Regions from separate parts of the Drosophila melanogaster genome. Here region 1 is linked to region 2. Evidence: chromatin contacts called from public Hi-C data. All regions are on one chromosome and are shown on one strand. Each heading gives the region's core, a stretch centred on a gene start, on an enhancer-like site or on the middle of the called end of the contact. The rest is flanking DNA. Distances are from core to core; before and after follow the strand shown.

What was found. A called contact is a pair of places that touch in the nucleus more often than the background predicts.
Region 1: a contact with region 2 is called in a Hi-C map of the Kc167 cell line, with 2.3 times the contacts expected there. The contact joins the promoter of Nup205 here to the promoter of Idh3a in region 2. A contact is called at or near these places in 4 of 107 Hi-C or Micro-C datasets (the Kc167 cell line, the ML-DmBG3-c2 cell line and wing imaginal disc).

Annotation. Positions count from the first base shown.
Region 1 is chrX:19,847,847-19,855,231 of dm6, forward strand. It overlaps Nup205 (Nucleoporin 205kD), which reads left to right and starts at 4,368. Exons shown (of 10, transcript NM_167687.3): 1 at 4,368-4,723; 2 at 4,803-5,126; 3 at 5,214-5,315; 4 at 5,406-5,968; 5 at 6,033-6,533; 6 at 6,590-7,385. The coding sequence starts at 4,502. It overlaps pico (pico,), which reads right to left and starts at 4,213. Exons shown (of 4, transcript NM_134519.3): 1 at 3,017-4,213. The coding sequence starts at 3,166.
Region 2 is chrX:19,520,413-19,527,788 of dm6, forward strand. It overlaps Idh3a (Isocitrate dehydrogenase 3a), which reads right to left and starts at 1,392. Exons shown (of 5, transcript NM_167657.3): 1 at 1,261-1,392; 2 at 248-415. The coding sequence starts at 1,287. It overlaps CoRest (CoRest,), which reads left to right and starts at 1,687. Exons shown (of 11, transcript NM_001201742.3): 1 at 1,687-1,977; 2 at 2,591-2,903; 3 at 2,975-3,022; 4 at 3,083-3,217; 5 at 3,303-3,517; 6 at 3,578-3,751; 7 at 6,429-6,916; 8 at 7,209-7,376. The coding sequence starts at 2,684.

The sequences.
Region 1 (7,385 bases), core at 3,118-5,617, 330 kb after region 2:
TCGCTGTTGAGCTTTTCAAATAGATATGCACATGTGTCGCCGTGAAATGAGGTTATCGGTGGTTAGGAAATGATAAAGTATACTGATTCTATTGTCAATCGTTCTGGTTTTGCTTTAAGTCGTCGGATTCTTTTTCGTTGCACCCCTCTTCCCCACCATCCATCACTTTAGCCCCTTTTGGAAATTAATAAAGGGCACTTTTAATTATTGTTTCATTTACCCCGCGTAATGCTGCTTCCTCTTCCTGCGATGTTTGTGTATGTAAAAGCGGCAATCACAACACAATGGACCAGGCACTTTAAAGGAACTTAATAAGCGCAGCGCACAAGAGAAAAATTGAGAAAAAACAAAAGAAGGCGACGTATTTGGACCGAAACGGAACGCAAAGTCAAAAAAAAAAAATAAAAATAAAATTGAATAATTGTGCACTTCGAATTCCGCGCGCGCTCTTTTACTTCCAATCACTCTCGCACTCGCATCCGCCGTTGATGGTGATGTTCGTTTTCTGTTCGCCTTTCGTTGCGTAGCACTTCGTTTCGTATCGTGCCGTTCCGTTACGTTACGTTCGTGTCGCTCCGCTCTGCGATGTCACGTCTCCTGCGCGCGTCGGTCGAAACCCAAATGGCGACAACAAGCTGAGAAACTCACAAGCGCAGCAACTCGAACTCAAACACAACAGGCGCGAGCGAGAGCGCCGACAGCGCTGCCAACTGGACTGCAGATGCAAGCGAGTTGGCAGCCCTGGATGTCGGATGCAAGTGCGTACACGGTTAGAAATCGGGGATAGCAAAACTAGTGCTGCCCGTGCTATTCTTCAAATCATTCTTAAGAATTATAATTGTCTTGAGGTAGATTGAAGGGACACGGTACGCAGGCCACAATATGATGTTTGATGATGTTTACTTTCACATGCGATGTTTGAGTCTATTATAAAAACTTATGGGATTTAGATTTTTTGCAGATGGGGTAAAACCCACCAGCTTTCATTTAGTATCGGCTTTAATCAATCTTCTCTGTTTTTGTGGGAACAAAGCGACTCACTACATTAACATTAAGAATATACCTATCTGAATGAGTTACATTTTTAAAAGAAATTAAAAATAAAAAAATAAAAATTTAAATATTATGTTGTTAACGCAGTTGAAAGTATATTTCTTAAAACGTACATCCAATCCCTGGTCTTATAAACTGCCTTATATGCACGGAAACCAGAGGATAGCTTGAATTTAAAGAAAAAACTAGATAAATGTATTTGATAACTGCATAATGACTTCATCAAAAAAGAATTTACATATCGAAGTAGTTTTTTTTCCTAAATTGTTTCACACAAGATATGGAATTGGAGTGAAAAAAGTTGTCAAGTATTTTTGCAACATTTTTCAATGAGTTTTGTATAAACTCACTAGTTTGAAACAATCCAAAAATGCCAACTAACAGATTGTCCTGCTGTCAAGCAAACTGCTTACTCAACCTTTTATGCTGAGGTGTAATATTTGCTTTTGGGAAATGAAAAATGTGCGTGCTGGCCAAGTAGAAATGGTCAAATGGGCAGCGCAGTTTTTCAGAATTTGCTGACCTCTGCGCGCAATTAGGCAAATTTGACACGCACCGGGAGGCCAATTCCCATGTCCTCGTCCTTGAGCTGCACGCAGTCACGTCCTGGCATCCTGACAGTTCACTCTAAACTATATGTATGTGTATGTATGTATTTATTTACATAGATACAAAATGTTTGTGTGCAGTGAACAAAACCGCGACTGACAACAAACAGGGCTTACTTGCAAAGATATAAAGTATATATATATATATAAAACTGGAGGACTGTGGATAACTATTATTTTAAACATTTGGACTTAAGGGAATTCCAATTGTTAAACCATTTTTAAAAATAACAATTTTAAAGGTTAATTTCCTTTGTACCAAATGTATCTCTAATATATGTAAGATATACTTCAACTGAAATTACATCTATTGAGACCAGCCAAGCGATGTTCAAACATTGTTTAAATATATAGTTCACTTATAAACAAAATGTTTTTGTTGGATCTGATTATTATCTCGTCCAAATGGAGCCTTTGTTTTAACTGTTTGTTACCATTCTGATCCAGAAACTAATCGACCTTCCTGGTTGGGGTTGTGCCACAAACTGCTGGGAAGTGAAGTGGCTTAGGGGAGCGGGGCGACGCCCGCTGTTGCGGCAAAACAAAGGGGCAGCAACAACATCGCGTTTGTTGCTGTTGCCGCATGGTATCGCACATCGCCTTTGACTTTTTTCGTGTGGAATCGGGTTTTCTTCCGCCGCCCGCGCATAAACAAATCGAGAACCTCAGAGGCGAAAAACGAAAAACAGAACCACAACGATCGGGAACTCTTTTCAGCGTTTATGCACGGTGAAAGTAATGGGGCAAGAACGGAGAAAGAGGCGCAAGAGAGAGCGAAAAAGTTAGTACACCAATTAATGGGTCGGCATTCTGTTGGACTTGAAAGCATTGAGCACTTTTTGTGGTCGTTTTTGCCCCAGCAGCTGGTCCAAAGATTAATCATTCCGCTCTCTGCGTTTGCTTTTATTAATTCTCCTTTGACCCATCGAATGGGGGGAGTGGTAAAGTTTTAAGTTTCTATATTATCAAACTATAGGAAACTATATCCATGATACTAGTTGGGCAGTCTCAACTTTGGAGTACCGAATTTGAAGTCTTTTGATCACCTAGCACTGCATAACTAGGTTATTTTCATAGCCAAGGAGTAAAGTATACTGAATACACTCGAAAAAAAAAACACTAATAGAGAATTATAGTTAATACAATTACCAACCATATGTGAGTCTACCATTTGCACCGTTCTTACTATAATTTGAAGAAGCTGTACTTTAAAGGTATAGTTCAGTTTCTTCCTGTGTACTCTGTCCTATGACTTCTTTTTTTTTTGTGTGTGGGAGCGAATTATGAAGTACAGAGGAAATGGTCGAGCAACACAAACGCACACACACATTTGGAGAAACTTGGGAGATACTTACATTTGTTATTGTTGCTGCTTCCTCGAGGCTGTGCTGTTGTTGTTGCCGCTGCTGCTGGTGGTGTTGTTGTTGTAGCTGTTGCTGGAGTAAGTGCAGTTGTTGCTGTTGTAGTTGTTGTTGCTGATGTGCCGCAATACCACCACAATCCATAGTAATTACGGGTGCGAGGGGGCGGGGTTAAGTGTGTGTGGGAGTGGAGTGGAGTCGTCAATTGGGAGCGCACTCTCTATCTCTCTCTCTCTCTCTCCAAATCTCGCTCTCTGTATTGCTGCTCCTTCGCGCGATCGCTTACTGCAGCGGAATGAAAAGCGAAACAGACATAATTGAAGAAATGCGATAGCTCTCCGTCTTGAATTTCAACGATTCGCCGTAAGGGAGCGCTGTTAACCGCTATTTCAGTCACTGTTTGTGTCTTGTTCCTTTTTTTTATTTTTTTTTATTTTCAGCTAACTCTGCAGTTTGCCTTTGTCCATATTTTCGGTGGAAAAACCACTTCCTTGCTCTCTCGCTCTGGCTCCCTTGCTCTTCTATACCGCTCTCTCTCTCGCTCGCCAGGCGTTGCGTGGGCGAACGTAGGGGAGAGAGCAAGCGAAACGAAAAGAGAGAGGCGAACGCAGTTTGGAGTTTTATGCACTGGAGTTGTGAGTATGTTCGTGTGTGCCTGTGTGACTGCTACCCCCACACACTTGCACTGCCTCTCTTCCTCTCTGTCGCTCTCGCACACCCAGTACCAAGTACTCTGAACTCCAACTCCAGTTACAAATTCAATTCCAATTCGAATAATTCCCAATGAAATTTGAATTTTCCTTCCAATTGCACTGGCTTTGGCAGTTAGTATCCCTTTTGGCATTTATTGCAGCCGAACTGCGCCGATTGCATTTGCATTTACACTTCTACATCCACTTCCACATCCACTTGCATCGACAGCCAGAACCAGCATCCCACTATGGTGCAGTTCAGCCTGCCCGCGGCCATCGGTGATTCACTCACAATGCGAACAGGACACCACTTGGGCAGTGCGTTCGCTGGCCAAATCAAGTGGCGGAGAACAGAAAAAAAAAAAAACGCGAATCGGAACAAAACAAATGGATGCTACTATCGGGTAACTACGAAAAGTCCGTGCGTAGATTTTCACGAAAACGCCCCGCCCGCGCCGCACTGAAGTTGTGTTAGTTAGTGGTGCGACAACGCACCGATGCAGCGCCTCGATTATCGTTCGATAAGCATCGATTTTCCGATTGACTTGGTTCGAATCAACCGTTTAGCCAGCGCAGCAACCGCAGTTAGCGGGCACAAGCACCGAAGCGCGTACGAGCGTGGTGAGTTCGTACGGTGGTGAACATCTGTGTTTTCCAGTATTTGCAGCACCCAGCCCTGGTAACCGGCGCCTTGTCGCAAAGCGAAGCAATCTTGCCGCGTTTTATAGTCAATAACTGCGAATCAGCAAGAACTGCGTGAACTGAGCGAACCGCAAAACCAAGTGAAATGGATGGTGAGTGCCTGGCCAACGAGCAGATGTGCGTGGGTCGCCAAATCACTAATGCCACCCATGCGTCCACAGCTGTAATCGAGGACATGTGGACGCCGTACAAGCATTTGTACAACACTTTTCAGACCGCGGTGTCCAATCGCAGTGGCTTCACCTCGGATCTGGAGCAGTGCCTCAAGAAGTACAAGCACAACTTCAGCAACTTGCTGCGCAATCCGGTGGGTATAGCAAAACAAGCGCTTGCAGATCCGTAGATTTAACTAATTATTGATAATCCATTATTGAAAATGTCGGCAGCCGAGAAGCGAGAAGAGCCGCAATCTCCTACGAAATGCCCTCAACGAAGGCGTCCCGATGCAGGGGCATTCGCGAAAGACAAAGATGTCACAGGACCTGGCCGACGAGGCGGTCATTCTGTCCGACATGTTCGATCTGGACGAGGGTTTCGCCGTGGAGCTGCTGTGCACCGCACAGCGCCAGCAGAAGCATCATCCCGGCCTGTCCAGAGGCCTTGTCGCGGTGCTGCTCTACTACGATGGACGAAAGGCCATCAGCTGCACGCTTCGCGACATGTTCCAGGTGGTTAGCGGCGTCTCGTGGAACACCGAACTGCCCAAGGAGGTAAGTTTCGAGATTTCGACATCGCAGGCATCGCAGTGCCGCTGAAAGAGAGATTCACTGACCCTGATTATCGTTCTACGCACGCAGATCACCGGTCTGGTCACTAACTATGCCGAGAGCCTTGTCGACGGCTCTGGGATACTGGGACGCCTGCTGCAGCTGCTCGAGGAGATGGATGTCGACAAGGAGGTGGGTTTGTATGCGCCTGTTTCTGAAATTCTCTGAAATTGCATATCTTCCTTCGCAAATTGTTATTCATTTGTTGTCCAACGTTCGCAGTGCGCTATGCTGACCACAAACCGCGCGTTTGGCTCCAAGAAGCATCAGAACCAGGTGCTCGGCCTATACGAGGACATTCAACAGGCATTGGCAATGGCCCTGTTCAATTGGTCGGCACAACGCGGCCTGCCGCGACACATTGCCATTCGGCTGATGCACCAATTGGCCAACCGAAAGAACCACGACGCGGGCGGCAACATGGACGACGTGACCCTGATCATGCTGATGGCTCTGCTGTATGCGTACGATACCTCCATGCTGCTGGTCACCGAGGAACCCAATGAGCACACAACCCGACTTCCGATCTTCAGCGATCGCGAGTTCGCCGAGTGCTTCCTGGAGGAGCTGTACGCGCAGAGCAGCTGGCAAGCACCGCGCCTGAATGCCATCATTGCCTACAGCTTCGGACTAACGCTGGCCAGCCTGCGGCATGCACCTTTGCAGCTTCAGGCCACCGCCATCTCGATCATCAATCGCGATGAGATGCTCATCGACGAGGCACTGGGAGCGCAGGTATTCGTCTTCTTCCACAGCTTGCTGCTCGAGAAGGATCTGGTCTATAGGTGAGTACTGACAACTGAAGTGTCAATTGCCGATTCGCAAGCTAATCATCATTTGTGCTGACAGCACGCAGTTCTTCTACCGCCGCGTCCATCTGCTCATCACGGACTTCATCGACTTCATGAACTCCAAGGTGTCGGAGCTGCGCGGCCGAGCAGACGAGTCGTCACACACGATCATCAGCTTCCTAAACGAGGGTCTGGAACCGCCGCCCAACTTGGACTCCAACTTTGAGCTGCTCATGCTGTGCGTGGCCAAGATGCACGGCGATCCGCGCGTCACCATCAGGCTGTGCAACGAGTACTGGGGCCCCGGCGATCCCAACGGCTCTACGGCATTCAAGAACACCTCGCGCTCGGTGTCGCTGTTCAAGTTCATTAGCTTGGCCAGCGACCTGCTGCCACAGACGCTGTTCAAGGCCTACCTCAAGATGATATCCGGACTTACACGGACCGATTTCTCGGCTCGATGCGCCTTCAACATGCTTAGGGTGCCCCAGATGGCCACCGGCGGCAAGTATGCGGTTAGCTGGGATCACTTCTTCACCACCCTGGGCAACTACTATACGTAAGTGTGACTCAAATCTGGTATTGAAGATCTCTCTGAAGATCACTATCTTCTAGTTCGATGCGCAACGACTTTAACACCAACATCGGCATGAGCGGCGAGACCATTTACCGCACCCGATCGACACCAAAGGCCATTACGCAGCGAGAGGCGGAGCATCTGGTGGCCGTAATGGGCATCATACAGGCGGTGGCGGAACACGACGAGGTCTCGCGCATCATGATCTGTGACCATCCCAATTGGCAGACGCCGCAGGTGCTCCTGGGCCTGGTTGCGTGCGCCACGCCGCTTTTTTTGAAGGCGGAGATTCTGCACACGCTGGCTGCCCTGGCCAAATCGAAGGAGACGGCGCGCGTCATCTGGTTCCACCTGGAGGCCTCGCAGATTATACCCACTGTGCCCGTGTCTAGAAGCTATGCCCAGTGCAGTTTGTTGGAGGAGATGGAACAAATCGAGAGCCGTTCGGAGCAGTATAACCTGACGCGCGGCATCCTCCAATTGCTCTACACACTGATGACCACCAATCTGCCGAAGAGTTTGGGCGCCGGGCAACGGACACCGGCCTACGAAGGCTATCTAAAGTCCATGATAAATTCGGTGTTGCTCAAGTTTTACAATCGCGCGTACAAGGTTCCCTCCGAGAAGTGGCAAGTTGGCGCCCAGTGCCTGAAACTGCTCTACTACCTACTGGCCACCTATCGGCCGTCCGCAATGGATTTTCTGGAGACAGTCGATGAACCTCCCTATCCGGGCTTTCACGTTATGATGCAGCTGCAGCTGAAGTCCGAAATGTTGCAGCTGCTGCTGTGCATTGTGGAGGAGGTGCGTGAGCGGCTGGACAACTACAATCGC
Region 2 (7,376 bases), core at 142-2,641:
TTTAACAGAGCAAATTAATATTTGGCGAAAATATTGCATGGATTCGTATCCATTGATTTGGCATTTATATCGAATATATGGCAATGGAATGTTAACTAGAGCCTGGTTGTATTTCAAATTTACCGCCCAGACGACCGTAGTTGCCACCTGTTGTCAAACGGCCACGCGCTTCGAAGGCGATGGCGCTCAACTTGGATTTGAAATGTCAAGTTGAACCACTAACTCTGGCTGGGATTACGACACTTACCCGGACGGGGGTCACGTCCACGGCCTCCCACTCGATGGGGACATTGGCGGCGGTGAAGATTTTCTGCACGGCCGCAGAGATCTCAGGTCCGATGCCATCGCCAGGGATGAGGGTGACTTTCTTGGTGCCGGAGGAGTAGGACCGGCTGGCGGCGGGAGTCGCGTTGACCTGGAAAATAGCAAGACCATAGGCGGGTTACAGAGTGATCTACAGAAATGGTGGCGAGAAAACGCATAGATGGGCAGCAGCAACAGCAGCAGCATCTAGCGGGATTACATAAGTGCCCATGCCAAACAAAAATCCCGTCCGCCCTACCCCCCGTGCCAAACAGTTCGTCGCGTTGAGGTTAGAGTGCACAAATGATTCCCACGGCGCTGATAAGGCCGCAAATCAGGGCCCAATCTCGGTAACTGATTTTTTCCCGCCTCTCGAGTAGGGGGTGGGATTTTCGAGGGTCCGAACCACCCGCCCTGCCCGCCGTTATCGATATCTCGGCCACGCAACGAGGGAGCGAGAGAGAGAGTGTTATGTAAAGTGAATGCGAATTCTAATGCTGTGCTCTTTTCGTTTTCGCCGGACGGACAGCTGATGTCCTGGCGAAGGAGGTGGTGGCCCCCACTGCGGATCCCGGATGGTTCCGTCGCTGCCGCCGCTGTTATGGAACCAACCTGGCTCACTGCTGGCGTCGCAGTCACCGCCGGAGCATCACGCGCTGCAATCAAACCCAGTTGATTGAGCTGCAAGTGTTTTGCGTAATGTGTTGTTGTCGTTGGGAATCGCGGAATCGCAGATCATTGCATCGGTGGTTTGCAGGGTTGGTTAGCGGGCGTGGAGTTGGAGGGCAGGAGCGTCGGACGAGAAACAAAATCGCAATGTTAGTGGTAGTTGGCCAGTACTTTTTGGCCAGCACGTAATCAACTGCTGTCCTGCAGAATTGGTTTGGTCGCTGTATGGTGGGGTTAAGAGGCGCGACGCGGGGCGGGTCAAGTCGCTTAAGCCTAAACGGGTCTTACAATTTTCTGTATGAATCTAGCAGCCATTGCGTTGGATCGGTTTTTGCACTGATTCCTGCCGTATATTATATAGAAAAAAGTCTGTCTTTTTAGTCTGCGCCCGCCGTAGTCGCCACCTTGCGGAAAACTGGCGAATCTGCGGTATATCGGTCGATAGGCATGCGGGGGCAGCGTCGTTGCCACCTGGACTGCGCTCAGATGGGGGTGGAATTACAAATCACCCATATCCCCGTATTTGTATGCTCTCGCTTGCATCAGTCACATAATTGCTGTACGAGCATCATATGTATGGCGTAAAACCACATTAAAGTTGGCTGTGAATAAACAGATGTCGAATATCGATGTCGTCTGCCCGAAATTCAGTACAGCCTGCCGTGTGGCATCCCTGTACAGGGCAAAAGCGAAATATCGGAGCGGCCTAATCGATAGTTTGTGTATCCCTTGCAACCGTGGCTGCTACAGCCACAGTTTAAATTAATTTGAGCATTCGCTCAGTTTTCTGACGTATATTCTAGAAAAAGTGCTGAGAGTGTCCATCAAAAAGGGGCAAGCGAAGCCGTTTCTCGATCTCCAACGAAAACGGGGATAGGATAATCCAAGGGGCCGCCTGTCGAGAAGCCAGGCGAGGGCAAAAAATCGGATCAACCGACAGACAAAGCTGAACTGCGGTCGTCGGCGACAAAGTGCGCTGTGCCCACGGACGACCAGAGAGAATCGGTACGCGAGTGAGTTTTTTTTTCCGCGTTTCAGTTTGGATTTCAGTTACCTGCGCGCAACAACTCCACTGACCAGCCGTTCGCAGCGTTCCGTATCTGGAGTTTCTGGCCAAGAGTACTCCTTTCCAAGTAGCCCCAGCTCCGCGTCCGGCAGGCCGTACTGCGTAAGCGGGCGAAAACGGTACGTGCAGTGAGATCCGTGTGGCAGCGTCTTCGGTTGTGTGCTTGTGGGGCACCAGAGTACCAGGTAGGCGTCCTCCGAGTCCCTCCGTGTCCCTCCGTCCAGCCAGATTCGGATTCCTGCATTCAAATCCAAATGCATTGCCGTTTCCAAACTCAGCTGGCTTGGCCCTCACCCATACACCTATACACGCGTCGCTAGCACACGCAATACACGCGCATACGCTCACACGGACGCACGCACACTTATGAATGTATCTGTTTGACAGCGCACTTCTGCGCTCGTTGCGGGAAAAGTGCCTCTTGCCAAGCGCACACTCTCGCCAAACGCGGTGCAGAGTTTCTATTTGCTGGATTTTTCAGCCGGAGAGCAGAGTACGGCTGTCATCCGTGTCCGAATCAGTCGTTAACACATGTCCCCACTGTTCTTGCAGCTCCGCAGTGCTCGTGTTCGCTAGTGCTCGTGTTTAGCCAAAACTAGCACCCTGGAGAAGCATAACAAGCGCGCCCAGCTCATCCGGGACAAGATGGTGTTGGCGGAGCGCAACACCACGGATGTGGTGCGCAACGGGCGCCGTTCGCGCGGCCCCAGTCCCAATACGCACACCACGGGCGGCGTCACCAACAGCGCCAGCCTCGTGGGCAGCGGCAACAACAGCGGCCACTCCGGGAACGCCAATGCGAACGAGAAGACCACCACAGCTGTGCCAGGTGCAGGCACGCCGGAGAGCTCCGACGACGACAACTGTAAGTGAAACGCCCCGGAATTACCTTCCTGCCACTTCAGCCCACTTATCTGTACCGTCTCCCTTTTCCAGCCACCAAACGGAACGGCAAGAGCAAGGCCAAGCAGTCTGAGTACGAAGGTGAGTACCTGTAGTCTTTTTCCGCACGATGTGGTCTTTAAACAAATTTTCATTTCATAGAGAAAATCCGCGTTGGACGCGACTACCAGGCGGTTTGTCCGCCGCTCGTTCCGGAAGCGGAGCGCCGCCCGGAACAAATGAACGAACGCGCCCTCCTCGTATGGTCGCCCACCAAGGAGATTCCTGATCTGAAATGTACGTATTAGTGGCTTACTTGCCCATTTGATCTCTGGGTTGTGCCAGCGAATAGAATACTAAGACACGTATTGTAACCTTGCAGTGGAGGAGTACATTTCGGTGGCCAAGGAAAAGTACGGCTACAACGGCGAACAGGCATTGGGCATGCTGTTCTGGCACAAACACGATCTGGAGCGTGCCGTAATGGACCTGGCCAACTTCACGCCCTTCCCGGACGAGTGGACCATCGAGGACAAGGTGCTGTTCGAACAGGCCTTCCAGTTCCACGGGAAGAGCTTCCACCGCATCCGCCAGATGGTGAGTGAGCCGCGCATATTGTTTTGAACCGCCTAAATGCAATTGCAACTCCGACCACAGCTGCCAGACAAATCCATAGCCAGTTTGGTCAAGTACTACTACTCGTGGAAGAAGACGCGTCACCGCAGCAGCGCCATGGATCGCCAAGAAAAGGCCATCAAGGCGGTGGTCAAGGATGGCTCCGAGAACGGCAGCGAGGTGGGCAGCAACGAGGAGTCTGATAACGATGACAAGGTAATTATCTGTTAGAACTAGCTAAGCGAAAAGCCAAGAGATCCCTTCCACAATCCCCCCACAAACACGCACACACATCCATACACTTCGCTCATCCACACACAATCGCTTCGAATTGTTTTAAACTTCGAAAACACAAACCACATCCAAAAAGAGACGACTCCTTCGCCTCTCCCCGTAGATCCACGTCCCCTGGCGCCTCCAGGAATCGCCAAAGTAGGCAGCTTTTACCACAAAGAATCGCATCACAAAGAGATTGTAGACTACATTTATTAGGGCTAGTATAACGTATGTAAATCTAGGCTAAGGCTACTGGAATTGGTTATCAATGTGCCCCAAAGTAGTTGTGTAAGATTGTCCACGACAAAGGATTGTGATTAGGCTATGCAAATGTATATTAAAATGTATTCTTTACTGTGCCAAGGGGTTACATGGGTGGCACAAGCCGAAATGGGGCGCGCGTCTTTAAAAGGATATTTTCAAGACTACTCATTCACTGGACATATTTTCGCTGATATCGAACGCTGAAACCGAACAATTAGATTTAAAGTAATACAAAACCACACTTGCACATAGTCGATGAAAATAAAACAATCAGCATTTTGAATATGTGTAAAATCTGATTATAACATTTCGATTTAATTTCGCTGTCTACACAAGTATTGCTTAGGCATTTTATTGTACTTAAATGAAATGAATTTTTGGATAACCCATGTGACCCCTTAAGTGCAAACTTTTGAGTGTATCCAGGCGCGGGGAAACTGAGGAGCCGCAACAATGCTTCTCAAATCCTTTCAATCAGCCATGTCTTGCACTGGCTGTCGATCAATCAAATTTAGCTAAGAAGCTTGTTGAATCGCAAGGCTAAAAGAGAGGCGGGATTGACAGAATGTCAGGTTAATCCTCGATTTGCCAATGGTTGGTAGTGTGGACTGTACCTGTTCCCCCCAGCGATCCTCTTCATTTTCAGCCAGCGATGTATGTCGTTTTGAAAGTCTGGTTCGTTATTTTTCAGATAATCGCCGTGCCTGCACACATCTCATAACATTTTCAATCACTATCCACACACACACACACAAACGAATACCAAAAACAATATTTGACCAGCATCCATAAGACTTAAACGCAGTAATGATACGATTTTCGTTCACACACCGCAAAGATTGCGCCACACACACTTGAGAATTAATATGTATTCCGCGAAGGTTGGCCTGATTTGGTTGATTTGGTTGCCTGCAGAAGTCCTTTGCATCGCGTTGGATCGCCAAATCAGGTTGACTGGCACTCGACTAAGGCATAGCAACAAAAAGAATTGTTCTTTGTTCATACACGGACACGTACACCTTTATATAAATAGTATATACAACTTAAAATATTTTTTTTTAAATTATTATAAATAGAATCGTAAATTATTATACTTAAAATAGTAACTTATATAACGAGATTGATTAATTTAAAGAAAGCAAAGTCCAAAAAAATTGTACATTCATACATACATACATACATTACATAGTTGTATACCGTGAGTGGAAAGAAAGGAGAAAAGCAAGCACTCGTTTCTATTCCCAAACTCATCCTGCCACAGACGATAATCATAATGGATCACCACACCTAATGCTAATCCTAAGAAATGCATATCTTGTTTGCGAAGAGATTAAACAACAACCCAAAAACCAACAATTTATATGTGTTTCTTATTCATAGAGATTCGTTTCGTTTCGCTTTTCCGTTTCTGTTTTCGTTTCCAATTAGAATTTTTTGTTTCCCAACCGCACATCCTCATCCAACGACATTAACCCCACAACAATCTATATATATCTATCTATCGCTATGTACAACATGTATGCCTTAAGTTTCCACCTTTATCACTGCACCACTTTGAAACTTGATCCCACTTTCCCTGCTCGAACTAATCAGCCATGTCCACTGATCTCCGGCTAAATCCAACCAAATGCTTAATATACTTTTAAGGACCCACCCACCCTCACCTAAACATAAGACACTTGCTAGAAAGCGAACCCACGACATAAGTGCTTGATGGCCCCGATCCACAGGCATCCTGTAGAGGAACCTTTGGATCTGGCACCATACTGACAAATGCTTACCATTCAGATACACTTGGCAGCGGCGGGATGGGTTTTCTAGGGAATCATGACTGGGATGGGTTAGGAATATTGGGCTGTGGGGATGTTGGAAATGTTGAGATGTTGGGATGAGAGAGAGCGTGGCAAAGGATCGATTGAAGTGCAGTTGGTGAGATTAGGAATTGACCCGAAGAACAGCAACAAACAACCCAAATGCAATCTTGTACTTCTATAAGTGTGTTACCAACTGAACTAAAGCAACAACCACATACATTTTTTTTCTCTTCTCTTTGCATTCACGGTACGAACAAACCAAATCCAACAATCAAAACACACCATAATATAAACAATAATCCCACCTGAAAATGTCCGAAACCGAACGAACCGAAACCTAACGAAACGAACTGCCAATAACCAATGTCGAACCGAAATGAAATGCAAAAACCCCAATCGAATCGAATCGAATCGAATCGTATAATACCCTGTGTTGCTCGGTGTCCATTCGCAAAACGTGACTTGCATTCGAAACGATTGTTGCTGCAACTGCAACCGCCATTTGGAATGCACTTGCGGATGAAATCCTGGCTGGGCAGAAAGGGCATGGCACAAATAGCACCATAAATACCATCGACGCCACCACGACCTCAACCAACAACAGCACCACCAACTCCAACACCACCACCCCTGCAAATATCATTGCCAACACGATCAACAGCAACCATAGCAGCAGCAACAGCGGCGGCGGTGGCAACATCAACAACAACGGGGAGGAGAACATCCAGGCCGTCGGCGGGAGCAACACCATCAGCAACACGAGCAACAACGACATGGACGCCGAGCAGTTGTCCCTCTTCGCCGGAAACGCCCAGATCGAGGAGATGATGGCACTCGGCCTAGCCGCTGATAGAGCCATCGGTGCCAATGGCGGCAACAACAACAACAACGGCGAAATGGGGGGCGATCCTGGCCTGATGCGACGCATGGTGGTGGGCGGATTTTGCAAGATTTGCAACGTGGTCTGCCATGTGCTGCACGACTCGCCGCTGGGGCGCATGTGCAAGAGCTGTCACACCCACTGGAGGTAGATATATGACGCCAGCGCCGGAAGTTATCCATGACACCAAGCTAATGCCAAGTTTTCTATCTCTCTTCCCAACTCAACCCCCGTAACAACCTTACTTTCGGCAACGATCCCGAACAAATTCAAATCAAACGCTGCATTCACTTGAACTTTGTCGTTTTGCCCGCGACCATCCACACTCACCACCAAACCAAACCCACCAAAAAAAAAAAACACCAAAAACCACCCACACACCTACTTACACACACTCCAAACCACTCCAAACCGCCGACGCGAATACGGCGATCGGCAGGCGCACGGGCAATCGGCGACCCATTTCCGGGCCGGAGGGCAATGCTCCCCGAAGGTCCACACACAATTGCGCCGCCACTGCCGATCGATCCAAGCGCAAACCGCCCAAGGGCATGTACATCAACCACGATGACCTCACGGCCCTCGCAAGCTGCGGGAATCCCAGTCT